Regions from separate parts of the Zea mays genome. Here region 2 is linked to region 1. The links are chromatin contacts, called in public Hi-C maps. All regions are on one chromosome and are shown on one strand. The core of a region is the stretch at or near the end of the contact, and the rest is flanking DNA. Distances in the headings are between cores, read along the strand shown. Region 1 holds the start of LOC100286314 (phosphate import ATP-binding protein pstB 1). Region 2 holds the start of LOC100191584 (xyloglucan endotransglucosylase/hydrolase protein 23).

The links. A called contact is a pair of places that touch in the nucleus more often than the background predicts.
Region 2: a contact with region 1 is called in a Hi-C map of bundle sheath, with 2.4 times the contacts expected there. The contact joins the promoter of LOC100191584 here to the promoter of LOC100286314 in region 1. A contact is called at or near these places in 2 of 25 Hi-C or Micro-C datasets (bundle sheath and ear).

What each region holds. Positions count from the first base shown.
Region 1 is chr5:55,377,384-55,384,234 of Zm-B73-REFERENCE-NAM-5.0, forward strand. LOC100286314 (phosphate import ATP-binding protein pstB 1) reads right to left here and starts at 2,478. Exons shown (of 4, transcript NM_001349640.1): 1 at 2,412-2,478; 2 at 1,971-2,297; 3 at 867-1,054; 4 at 355-775. The coding sequence starts at 2,430. The coding sequence ends at 521.
Region 2 is chr5:55,914,839-55,921,689 of Zm-B73-REFERENCE-NAM-5.0, forward strand. LOC100191584 (xyloglucan endotransglucosylase/hydrolase protein 23) reads right to left here and starts at 2,886. Exons shown (of 2, transcript NM_001137014.1): 1 at 2,354-2,886; 2 at 1,484-2,251. The coding sequence starts at 2,823. The coding sequence ends at 1,825. It also overlaps the pseudogene LOC103628210.

The DNA.
Region 1 (6,851 bases), core at 1,228-3,727:
CTTTAGAAAGACAAATAACACTTTCAGTGCAAATACATTGTGTGGAAGTATCAGTACAAGAAGCAACGGCTAAACTCTTTGCATGGAACAATTAGGCTTATTCCAAAATGATTGCTAGCTTGTTATTCTTGCTTTTGTTTTAAAATACCTCCCATGTAATCGACCTTTGCACTTTGTTTAATATTAATTGAAAAAGCTGAAAGACAAGACTTTTGGATTGTTGTTTTGTACCGTTGGGAGATGAACACTAGTTTGGAGATTAGCAATAATTACTAACAGTTGCCCAGGAAAAAAAACAAAGCTAATCCGCCAAGAACTTGTTTGTATTGCAAACACTTTCTAGCTGTGAGAAGCTACTTTAACAGATTGTATGTATACACGAGAACAAAAGTAGAGAACATGATAGGCGATTGGAAAGATAACCACACGTCCGATCCTTTCCATCCAGAACAGCTCGAAAGCATCCGATTAGGTAGAAGAGTTTCGAAATCCAACGAAGCAGCAGCGAGCAGGCGGGCTTTCAGCCGCTGAGCTCCAAGAAACGCCTGGCCATCGGGTGCTTGGCGTCGGACAGGTCGGACGGCGCGAGCACCTCCACGACCTCGCCGGCGACGACGAGGCACACCAGGTCGGCGATGCGCTGGATCTGCTTCACGCTGTGGGAGACGATCACCGTGGTGAGCCCCCTCGTCTTCTTCAGCCGCACGATGGCCTCCTCGATGTTCTGCGTCGAGATGGGGTCCAGCGCGCTGGTCGGCTCGTCCAGCAGGAGCACCTGCATGCATATGCAGCGACTCCATCCGTCTGAGCGAGGAGGCCATGGAGGACAATGCATGGCAAGGGAGACGGAGCGAGAGAGGTGTTGCCTCGGGGTCGTTGGCGAGGGTCCGGGCCAGGGCGACGCGCTGTGCCTGCCCGACCGACAGCTCGGACGCCGGCTTGGAGCACAGAGCAGGGTCCAGGTCGGCCAGGTGCAGCAGGCTCTTCACTTCGGCCTCGGTTAGCTTCTTGCCGCGCAACTGCGGCCCGTATCGTACGTTGTCAGCCACGGTTCCTGTCAAAAGCACGCAGGAAAGGAAGTGGTGGAAAATCAGCACGGAGGCCGCAGATCCAACTAGTATTGTACCTAACAAATTTTCAAGTTTAGGAACCTGTTTAGAGAACTATTGCAGATGCTCCTACATCCAGGAAATATTCCCTCCTTCCTAAATAAATCTAACTCCCGAAGTTGTTTCTAAGTTAAACTTTTCGAATTTGACTAAATTTATGTAAAAAAATATAACGGTACTTATGACATCAAATAATTTAATAAATTATGAAAATATATTCCATGGCGTATCTAATGATATTGATTTGGTGTCATGAATTTTTATGTTCTTTTCTATAAATTCGATTAAGCTCAAAAAAAAAGAATGACTTACGGCTCGAAAAAATAGTTTATTCAAGTTGGAGGGGTTTATGTTGGACCAGATGTTCAGAAATCCTAAATATTTCGTGTGCCAGTACTATCAAAGTTAAAAAAAAAATAAATGCCACCATCCCGCTTATATTTGTCAACTGTTCGAGCTTTCTTTAAAAGGTTAGCAAGGTTCGTCCTCGTCATCACGCATCCTCTGTCATCAGGGATGGCTATGGCTATTATTTATGCATCTCATCAGTCTCAGGATGTAGAGGCCAAGCATTATTGCGTTATTATAGTAGTATATATAGTAGTATATGTGAAAAGGAAACCAAAACCATGGTGTGCTCATAGAGAACTTATCACCGGCGACCAGCGTGCTGCATTGGTCGAAAGGTCAGCGGGATAGCTATAGCTTATCACAGTTGGCCACTAATGAATTGTCTAATCGCTGCCAGCTTCCATGTGATTAGCAAATGCCAAATTGTCAATGAATTACCGAACCTTCTCTGTTCTTAGTTCCATCGATTAATGGATAATCAATTGGATCGGACGTAGGTACGGTACGTACCGTCGAACATGGCGGGGAGCTGGAAGAGCATGCCGACCTTGCGGCGCAGGGCGAGGACGTCGAGGGCGCAGATGTCGGCGCCGTCGAGGAGCACGGCGCCGGGCGCGGGCTCCCAGAGGCGGTTGAGCGCGCGGAGCAGCGTGGACTTGCCGCTGCCGCTGGGGCCGATGACGCCCATGACGGCCCCGCGCGGCACGTCGAGGTGGACGCCGCGGAGGATCTCCTCGCCGGTCGCGTCCGCGCGGCGCCGCAGCCCGCGCACCCGTATCTTGGGCACCGCCGCCGCTCCGCCGCCGTCCACGTCCAGCAAGTGCTCCCGGAGACCATCTGCGCCATATGCATGTATAGCATCGTATCGTCACCGACCTGCAGGTAAATTGTGACAGTACGGCCTGGTCGATCGACCAGTTGAGCTTAATTATTGGGTTGTTGCATGCCCACCTGATGAAGCAGAGCCCATTACTGGAATGGAAGAGGACGTGCGAGGAAGAGGAGGGAGGGGATGGCCGGGTGCCGATCGTGCGTCCCCTCCCACTGTGAGCTGGTGATTGATATGTGTTCTTTGTTTGGTCGGTCTCGCACTCGCAGCCAGCCTTTCCGCGGGGCTTCAACTGAGGCGGGCGGCTTGTGGTGCGTGCGTTGCTTGACAACTCGGCGGCCAGAAGAGCGGCGGGATTCGGTGGCGGCTGGTCTCGGTGTCGGTCCGGTCCCACGCACCACGCCATGGCATGCCGCACGCAGCTTATCGGTGTACGTGTCGTCTCAGACTAGGCTAGAATGTAGCTAGAGACCTCTTCCTGTCCAGCTATCACGTTCTGTTTCTCTTTCCCCGTTGGAGTTGCCGCAAAATAGAGCCATAAATTATCAAAATTGGTCTTTATTAATATTACGTTTTGTCTGATTAGGAAGGCCCACGAGGTGTGGCCTTTATTGATTGATGAGGGATTAATTCCACACATCATCAAATACAAAAAGGGTTGTACGACGCTATAATATGACGCTTTAATATGCAGTTCTTTTGTAAAACAATTTGGAGCAGGCTAAGAACTTGAAATTCATCTTGATCTTATTTGAACAGATGTTAGGCCTAAAAATAAATTTTCAAACAAGTGAAGTTTATTATTTTGGGAAGCTAAAGTGAACAAAGAGATATATGTTGATATCTTTACAAGTCCTAACAGGCAACTGCCTATAAGATACCTCATGAGGACATCCTCCATTATTACCCGTTGACAAAGACATAATTGGTCAAGTTGGTCTAGTTCTAGTCGGACGGCGACCGTGTGAGCCTCAAAATTATCTCACCTCGCTTAACTTGTGAGAAGGAGAAGTTAAGTTCACATTTAATGTTGCTAAGTGTGACAAGATGTTTAATGGATTACTTAAGAGCGGTAACATTAAACCATCTCACATAATTTTCTCGATAGATGAATTGAAAAGGCGTGCTTATTGTAAATGACATAACTTCATTTCTCATACCACCAATGATTGCAATACTTTCCGTCGACAGATACAATCGACTATAAATGAAGGCCGATTGGGAATGCAAATTGACAGTCAGTCATTACCCATGAATACACTTGAGATGAACGACAAGGTCCTAATTCAGCTGGAAATGACGGATAAAGGCAAGGGCAAGAGCGTAGTCATTGGTGATCCTCACACACCAAATCCAGCACAAGGAGTGGCTACTTGGAAATCTTCAGACAAGAATGGAAATGTAAGGACCACTAGTAGGACCGAAGGCACGAGAGGAAGATAAAATAAGACAACAGCCAAGTTCTCCTAGCCAGCGTGCGTCGAACAATTTGGTGACTATGACCAAACACTCTAGTGTTTCGGATAGTTCAATACTTAGAATTGGACAATCTAATTGATCGACGGCCCGCTAGATGAAGGTGAATGGCGACATGAAGCAAGATCGGACTAAGGCTTTGAGTACGTCTGTGAAATCTGGTCCTATGTTCAATCAGCTTCTCTCTAAATATATGAACGAAAGCGTCGTTCCACACAATCTAGCAAAACAATCTAGGTCATCCGCAGGAAGGAAGTGACATGTGCAGAGGCAAAGGTCGAGCAAACCGGCCCAAGAAGTGGCACGACAAATGCCGCCTACTCATATGTCTCTAGACTCTAGGGATGTCGTGGTGTTTTCCACCTGTCTACTCATCGTCAATGTGTTGTCTTGCTCAAATGTAGGATAGTGTTGTAATACATGCGTAGTCCATTTGCTTATTCGGGTTGAAGGGCACCACAATTTTATACATTTTGACATATTGATTAGACAACCATGGTCGAAGAAGATGCAATCATAAATGGCCATTATGAATTAGATTTCTACATGGTCTGTTTGATTGAAAGAGTCGGTGACTTGCATCATGCTAGAGTTTTTATTTCGGGAACAAGACGATTTATGAAATCTATTGTTTCTCGAAAAGACGCTGATAGTATAGGTGATTTTAGTTCATGACCTCCACCAAAGGTAGGGGCATGTGTTGAACACTAAATGTGACACCTGGGCATGGGCGGACAGTCCGATCATGTGGTTCGAACGGTCCGCGGTTATATTAATTCAGGCGATAGTCCTTATCCCGTTCGTGGTTATTCTAACCTATCTGCGGTAATCTGTTGGATCTCACCTAGAAATGGGTCCAGACCTCCCCATATATATGAAAGGGTACGACCGTACGAGCGATTGAGAATACATACAATCCAATCGAACTAATCTATCTACATTATCATACCTTAGGGGTAGACGTAGGGTAGCTCTAGTTATAGTTTCAGCTTTAATCTTCACTTCTATTCGACTCTATGTCGTCTAGAAACACTTTGGCTGCCGATCCCAAGCAACCCTAAGATCTCTCCTCCTGATGGTTTCCCTCCTAAGAGACGAGATCTAGGTTCAACGTGAAGCCCTCTACGCCAATGCGGTCTAAACGTGGACGGTCAGCGTCACCGCAGAGGAGAGCGTAGTGGACAGTCCGATGACATATAACAGGCCATCCAGTACCTTGCAGAGAGGTCCAAAGATCTCTGACTCTCCGGGGTCTAGAGATCATTGACGTTTGACAAAAAGACGCCAGTCTCTAGAATTCAGATTTAAAACTCGGCAATTTTATTCTTCTATTTATGACAGAGATCGTTTGCTACAGCCAGGCATCGGTCTTCGGTGCTCCCGCTTACTCCTATGTCCCCATGCTTTCTCGTCTGAAAGACTGGAACTACGGCTCCCCGGTTCCATCATCAGGCATCACACTCACACGTCGCTTCGTGCGAGCACGGACGACGCATTATTGAGACTGAAAGCCGACGGGGCTGGATGACTGGATCCCTATTGGGCGGTCAATGCCGCGACGGCCCTGCTCGCCGAGCTGGCCTGGCGTCGCTCTAAACACTGCACGCACCTCCCTGGCACGACGGCGTAACAGTGCCGCTAATCACGTCGCTCGTGGCATGCATATGCTCTGTGCTGGCGACGATCTCGCTCGTCGCTCACGCACGCTGCCTGTCATTGTCATGTCATGGTCATGCACGCGCGCTCACCTCACCTGCGGTACGCTGCGCACGCATCGGCATCGCGACTGGCCGCAGGGGAGGGAGGCAAGGCAACAGTGGCGGTGAGTGGTTTCCAGAGCTAGGTGGGCCGGTGCGGCGGGGGAGTGGGCCGGGCTGGCGGCTGATCGGCCTCGGAACGTCGCCGTCGGTGGTCCTCCGCGCTTTTGCCATCGATTGGTCGGTCAGAGAGAGAGAGAGAGAGAGAGAGAGAGAGAGAGAGGTGTGACCGCCTGATCGCCTCGCCTCAACCGTCCCGTCGCCAGATTGACGACGGAAACGACGCGTGCCGGTCCGGCGAGACCCCGGGTCGTTGAAACTTGAAAGGAACATGCATGCATTGGACATGGAGATTGGAGACGTGATGCGTTGCGATGTGCTGGTACATGCTACTGCCCTACGACTGCTACTGCCCATGGTACGAGCCTACCAGCAGATGAATCCTGGGAATTACTGTGCTGTGCTGGGAGAGATCGGTGTGAATTGTGACGCGCCATCTGAACCCGCTCGGAGATAGAGATGAAATTTATTCGATTCGCCAACCAAGATCTGTATGACTCTCTCAAGATTTTACAAGCGGACAGCCAGACACTGTCTATGACTGCATGAATTCATTGGTCGGCTTGCTTTCTCTTTATCCTTTTTCAACGCCGGTGAAATTTGACATGAATGTACACTAACTGCATTTGGAAGAAATGAAACGGTGCTGAACTTTTAGGGCTAGTTTGGAAACTCCATTTTGCCGAGTGATTCATATTTTCCTAAGGGAAAAAAATAAACTAATTTCCTTGGTAAAATAGAAATCTCTAAGAAAATGAGGTTCCCAAACTAGCTCTTAAGCAGAGGAAAGAAACAAGCCAGCCATCCTCTCGGTTTTGGAACTTGCAGTCTTTCCTTAGCTGTATTTTAAAGACGACTGCAAGTTTCCCACCGGGCTTCCCCGCCCACCACCCACCCGTTGTTGAATCCACGTGGGCGACATCATCGCGTCGGCCTCGTCGGCCTCTCCGCCCGCCTTCTCCACGTTGGTTGCGGCTATCGCCACCATCCATCACCGCCTCTCAGGAGCGCGAGCGTGCTTCGAGCTCCATGACATTGCCCGCGAGGAGGAGGGTACCGCTCGTCAGGCTTCGATCGCCCTCGAGGAGCAGTTCCTCGGGAACCGGAAGGCTCGAGCGCTCCACCTTTACGCGTTCTTCCACCTATTTTATCAGGGGGGCCTGTCCATGAGCAAGTACTGCCGCCATATGAAGGCATGGCAGATTCTCTCCGCGACCTTGGCGAGCCCGTCACCGATCGTACCCTGGTGTTGAACCTTCTGTGTGGCCT
Region 2 (6,851 bases), core at 1,636-4,135, 540 kb after region 1:
AGCTTACCTCTGCGAAGACGACGAGCGCGGCGGCGGGAGATGCGATGGGGGACGCGAACGCCGCCGCGGGCGTCGCGAATGAGGGCGGTTGCGGGAGATGCGATGGGGAGGAGAGCTGCGGCGGCGAGTTGGGACGGGGACGCGTGACGGGCGCGCTTGCGAAACCCTAGCGAAATGAGGTTGGCTTTCCGCGGAAGCGATCTGAGCCCCGCTTCTGGCGTCGCGTAGGCGGGCGACTTCTCATCCAAGCGCGGCGCGGAGAAGCGGCAGGAGAAGCTGCGCGTTTGGTAGCCGCTTCAGCTTCTGGCGGCCAGAATCCGCCCAGAAGCTGAACCAAACGGCGCCATTGTCCTATCTTAGAGCAGCTATGCTCTAACTCTAAAACAGTTCACAGCTCTAGATCGAGTTGAAGTATAGGGCTCGATCGCGCTCTGGTTAGAACGAAGAAAAACAAAAAATTGGTTTCTTCAACAGTAGGAACCTCGGTAAAGCCAATTTAATTTGAAGCTATCATCACATCTATGCTAATGACCAGTCATGCTCGGTTTAATTTCTGGAGTAGAGCAGCAAGATTTAGATTTATGATGATCACAGGTGCCTTGTAAGTCTTTCACTCTGACTGAATATTCCGGCCGCCGCATGGAATAGTCTACGTCGTCGGCGGTTGGCCCGTGACCTGCTTGCTAGTTACTCGGAGCACGAAGCGCCGCCACGAGTCCCCGAGGCCGAGGGTGCTCCAGTCCGACGAGCTGCCAGGTGTAGTTTGGCCAGCTCTCGGGCACCTCTCCGTACGTGCTCATCCGACGAGCTAGTAGCCGAGGAACGAGAAGCTATGTGTCGGTGCGGCCACCTGTCCGCGTCAGCGTCGGGGCACCTCGGTCCCGCTAGGCGCGCTGAGCTGACGGATCGATCGATGGATGGATCACGATCGACGAGCCATGTCCGTGTCCGTCCCCGTCCTTGTCGTCGCGTTGCGCGCGGCGGGTTCGCCTGTGACTGACCGCGAGGCCTGCGCCTGCCACCTTGCGCCGCATGGGCATGGCGCGTAGCCTGAAGCCGGCCAGCAGCCGCCCAGCCGAGGCCCGAGAGCAACCAGGGAGTGGACCAACGTACGTTTAGCTCACTTGTCGCCATTGCCGCTGCTGATAGTGGGGAGTGCCACACCAATGTACGTAGAAGAAATGCATCCCCATCGTGCTGGAGAGGTTGCTGCTGTTGATGCGCCAGTAGCTAGCGCACAACATCTGGCGACGGCAACATTTACTTGCCTGCCTGTCGGTCTAGCTATACTACTATCATGTCCGACAGGCGATCCCATCTTTACTTCAATTCGCTTCAGTAGATAGAGTGGCGTATACAGTGACGCTGACTGACCATGTATCAATCGATCTGCACGCGCCGGATAGTTTCCAGGAGTAATCACGATCACGTCCAGCCAAACATCACTCGACAGTGCACACGTACATGGAACAACTTTTTTTTTGATGGGGAGGACGAGTATAATACAGACACGAGACACGACGAACACGAACAGCGCGCGGCGGCAGACTACGTACACCGTACACGTACCAACAGGGTGGGCGAGGACGAGGAGGCTACAAGAACACAGGCAGCAGAAGAATTTCTTACCACCACACCACGCACGCACCAGCTACTGCGTTACAAATCGTCAAGTCCTTTATTTATCTACCATGTTTCGATGCCTTTCGTCTTGCCTTGATCCGGTGATCGACACCGATCGTCGTAGCGGTAGCAGTAGAGCGGACCACATGCACACACACGCGCGCGCGCGCCATTGTTGGACGGGCGAGGAATAACCGGGCGCTACTGCATGGAGCACTCGGCGGGGAGGCCCTGCTGGTAGCGCTTGGGGTCGGTGCAGTAGTTGTAGATCATGTACTTGCGCTGCACCCAGCGCATCCGCTGCTGCAGGGTGAGGTCCAGCTCCTGGTTGTACCAGTCCCCGGCGCCGGCGGCGGAGGCGGGGGCGCCGGTGCCCTCGGTGCCGACGGTGGCGCCGCAGCGGGTCCGGCCGCCCGCGACGGCGACGCAAGCGTCGGCCTTGAACCCGCGGTAGGAGGCGGAGAAGGGGGCGTGGGACCAGTCCGTCTTGACGCGCCCGCCCTGCGTCGCCCAGTCGTCCGCGTTCCACAGGCTGGAGTAGAGCCGCATCGGCTGGCTCTTGGGGAACGCCACCCCCTTGCTCTCCAGGTTGCGGAAGTCCCTGATGGGCATGTCGTCCACCATGAAGCTGGCGGAGGAGCAAAAGAGCATGGACACCAACCATGAAATGAAGAAGCTGCAGGCGATAGGAATGCAGAAGAAGGAAGCAGAGCAACGAACGACGACTCACATGACGTGCTTGGGGTTCCAGAGGATGGAGTAGGTGTGGAAGTCGGCGGTGGGGTCGAACCAGAGGCGGAACTGCTGCTCCCGCTGCCCCTGCCCCCGCGTGAACACGTTGGTGTGCAGCGTGTAGGGCTCGCCGGACACGTTGCCCAGGAACTCGAAGTCGATCTCGTCGTGCGCGCCGCCCTGCGACGACAGGTAGTAGGCGGTGACGGTGCCGGCGGAGTTGCCCGGCACCAGCCGCAGCTGCATGTCGATCTTGCCGAACAGGTACTCGTGCCGGGACTGGAACCCGGAGCCGGACGTGCGGTCCAGCGACAGCGTCAGCAGCCGCCCGTTGTCAAGGACCTTGCCCCGCCCGTCGCCCCACGTGATGTCCAGCTCCTGGTCCAAGCTGCCCGCCGCGAAGGAGCAGGACACCAGCACGCCCAGGCACAGCAGCAGCAAGGGCACCCGACGAGACGACGTCGCCATGACCGTTGCAACCAGCCACCAAGAGAGACAGACACCTACCGACACTCTACACTGATGATCGAGCAGGTCGCTACTAGGTGCTCGACCTGATCAGCTGGGACGAGCGAGCTGGGTTGGTGGTCGAGCTTGTGACTCTGTGAGTGGAGGCGGCGAGGGGGTTTTATAGGGAGACGGAGGGGGGCTTGGGCTGCCGGCGATAGGAATGGGAATGGCTCCTGCCGCGGGAAGCAGAGCATGTACTGCTACTACTGCTACTGCCCAGCCGTGCGGTTTGTGCGTGTGAGTTGGCGCCAGCCAGAGGATGAGAGGAGACAGGGCAGGGGCTGCGGCGGGGCAGAGCGGGCTTGATGACGCCGGGGCAGGGGAGGGAGGGAGCTCCCGCATCGGCTAGCCGGCCGAGTCATTTTTTGGGTCCACCGGGACGTGCAGCGACTTCCGTTCGTTCTCGCATTTCACCCGAGAGATGCAAATCGTACGCACAGCACACAGGGACATCTTTGCCGACGCCGTCGTAGCTGATTCCGGCCGCTCTACGGGCTCGTACCGACGCCATGTCTCTCTTTTTTGTGTGTCTGGGTGCCGTCACGTCCACAACCACAATGCATGCCACCAACGCGTGATGTAAAATGCCATTGCGATGACTGCCCCCGTCACTTTCACACACACACACACACACACACGGTATATCTCGTGTCTTTTTAACAAAAAAAAAGACAATATCGTTTAGTACAACAGATAAGGACCGCATGATTGAAGAAAAAAAATATTCCTGCGCGTACTATCATGTATCGAAAAATTAATACCCAGCGTTGCACGTACGGCCGGGTGGTTGATGAGCTTGGATGGAGCGCGTGCATCCCCACGGTCCACGTGGATGCACTTTACGACCCCTAACCACCGCAGATCATCCGTCTTGATTAACCGAAGTGTCAATTAAGCAGCAATGCACGGCTAGCATTATTATTATTTATTTCACCGGACGAGTGTGCCGTGGCCGTACTACTACGATACATGGACCTTGTCGAGTTGCCACATTACAATGAAGGGAACGACTTCAGAAACGAAAATGTCAGTCACTCATTCGGAATTATCGGAAACGATAAGTTCGGAACGGAAAATGTACTGATTACTGTCGGAATCTAAAATACGATCGATACAAATCGCAACGTGTACCCTCAACCTACTTAAAGAAATCACACAAGCCGTAGTATATAGATGTTCGTACATGATTAAACCATATCTCACAAAAGCATCGAGGCAATATCTCACGTATACGGGTGACAAGTAGGACATTTACGACATTCCTAATCCATTCCTAATGTATACAATCTATTGAGACAAACATGACCGGGAAACCCTTATCTGCGTTGACATGAAGTATGCGAGCTACGACATTGCTTTTAGGAATACGGAGGTTCCGTTGGCTGTAGCATGAGATGATTGCGCGGCAGAAACAGATGAGACATAGTTTGGCCGATTTGAACATACTCATCGACTGCGTCCGTAGGCAACCTGCAACCCATATGCGAGGACACGCAGAGCAGTAGAGACTTTTTGCTGCACTCCTCTAAGGATACGCAGAAACAAAGGCCGCTGCATCTGAAACCTAGAATGAATATGCAAAATGTAAGAACCATAGGAAGCATACATGTAGAGGTAAGAGTGATTATTAGGAAATGAGGTAAGAGTGATTATTAGGAAATGTACCTTCGTCGGTAAATGTGGGCGGGATATACAAGATTTCGACCAAAGTAGTGGTTCTTTATCAGATTTTCGCCAATATTGTGATCCCTATGGATTACTTGACGAGGCAAAGAAGAGGGCCGACGACGCCTCCTTGAACCTCCAATGCCCAGTTGGTAAGGGCTTGCAAAACGAACATGGTGTCGACCTCGTCTTCAGAATCGTCATCGGACGAAGAGTCCACGAACTCTTTGAAGTAATCGGAGACAAACTGTAGAGTGTTGGTGTAGTCGAACTCTTTGAACATGGTGTCGACCTCGTCTTCAGAATGGTAGTTGAGTTAGTCGATGAGAAAATAATATGGTGGTGTAGAGTGAACCGTTGTAGAGGGTAGAGATATGGAGAGAGGTTGCTGACGTGATACATGAGTGGGATATAGGTGGAAGAATATAGAGTCGCTGAAGGTAGTCTAAAGGCGAGGTATGCCCATGCTGATGCGTTATCCGTCCTGAGAAAATTGTTGAGTAGGAAGAGAGCGAAGAGATTAGACTTGAGACTCGTGAGATCACAACACTCTAATAGCTACCCCTGCACATAAAATGATTTATAGAGGCTCAAGGCGTGGAATCGTAATACCATATGTCCTATTGTATAGTGGATAAATTAATGGAAATGAAGGGAAAGATTACACGCTCGAATGACGTCTTAGCAGGAAGATAGACTAGCTCATCCTCTATTTTGATCTCGGTGAGAGTTCTAGTCTAATCCTAGCCGTCTCGTTTTGCAGAAACCTTTTGGAGCCGTGGGCTTGCCTGAGCCTTGTTCTACCTTCGATTTGCCTTGGACTCCGAAGGATTATTAACCTTAAACTCCTGAACACCATCTACGTTGTTCTACTCCTTTTGTAGCAATAAAAGTAAGGGGCCAGGGGTTACGTGCGAGCTGGATAGTGGACCCCACTCATCAGAGCTCCAACTATTTCTATCTTTTAACCATAGACAGGTTACGTATTCAAAATAATTACTTTTTTCCATCTTAGTTATTTTTGTGCAAAATAAAGAACAAACCAAATTTATGGTCGGGGCGCGTGTTATCCGCGGGTTGAAATAGAAACCGTGTCTATAGAGACGTAGGCAACATTTTTTCTTTAGGTGGGGAACAATATATACATAACTACAGTTATAATATTAATAAATAGAATATGTATACATATACAATATTCACTAGTCATAAAATTTAACACAAATATACGCTAAATACATACTATATTTTAATTAATTATAAACTAAATCTTTTATTTCAGCCATAAAAATAACTAGAGAACAGATTTTCTTTTTGTTAGAGGGGCCATGGCCCTACTAGCAGCCCCCCTACCCCCTACCCTTGTCTACGCCACTGCACTCCTGTATCTGCGAAACATTGGATCGGGTGTGAGTGTATCTAGGGGTGAAAACGGGTCGGGTACCCGGACCGGGTACCGGATACGGATACTAATTCGGGACGTTTTTTCGGATACGGATACGGGTAATTTTATATTCGGGACGGATACGGGTACTACCCGGATAGAATCGTCTCGGATACGGGACGAGCAGTACCCGGTAAATACCCGACAGCCTCGGGCGGATACGGGTACCCGGCTACCGGGTACCCGGTAATATTTGGCCCAATAAACAATTAATGAATTAAACATAAACAGGCCCAAGCGGCCAGGCCCAATCACTTTGGCCTGTGGCCTCCAAGCCGAGCGCCGTGTCGCTGCTACCCTGGGACCTGGGTCCTGGCCACCTGCGTTGGAGCCTTCCATCGTCCAGCCGCCAGACGTCGTCACCGCGGCTGCGCGACACAGCCTCACGCCTAGATCGAGCGGGCGAGCCCGAGCTCCCATCCGGCGATCCCCGACTCCCCGTCGTCCGTCCGCCCGAGGCCTGAGCTCGTCGCACCGCTAGACGGACCACGGACGGGAGAGCTCGGTCAGCTCCCTGCTCACCGCGCCGCCGCTGGACGGACCACGGACGGGCGCCGCTCGGTCACCTCGCTCCCTGCTCACCGCGCCGTGTCCGCCCGAGCTCTCACCGGCCACCGCGCTCCCTGCTCCCAGGTATCGCTCCCTGCTCCCAGCCCCTCCCTGCTCCTAGGTCTCGCTCCCTGCTCTCAGCCACCTCGCTCCCTACTCCCAGGTGCCAGCCACCGAGCCGGGCAGCCGACCGCACCGCGCCGCCACCAGACCGAGCGTCGTCCGAGCGCCGTCAACCCCAGCTCCAGTCCACTGCTCTAGGCGTCGTCGACCCTGCGTCCAAGAATGCAGCAGCCTCACGCCGGCGCATCAGGTCCCAACAGCGGACACT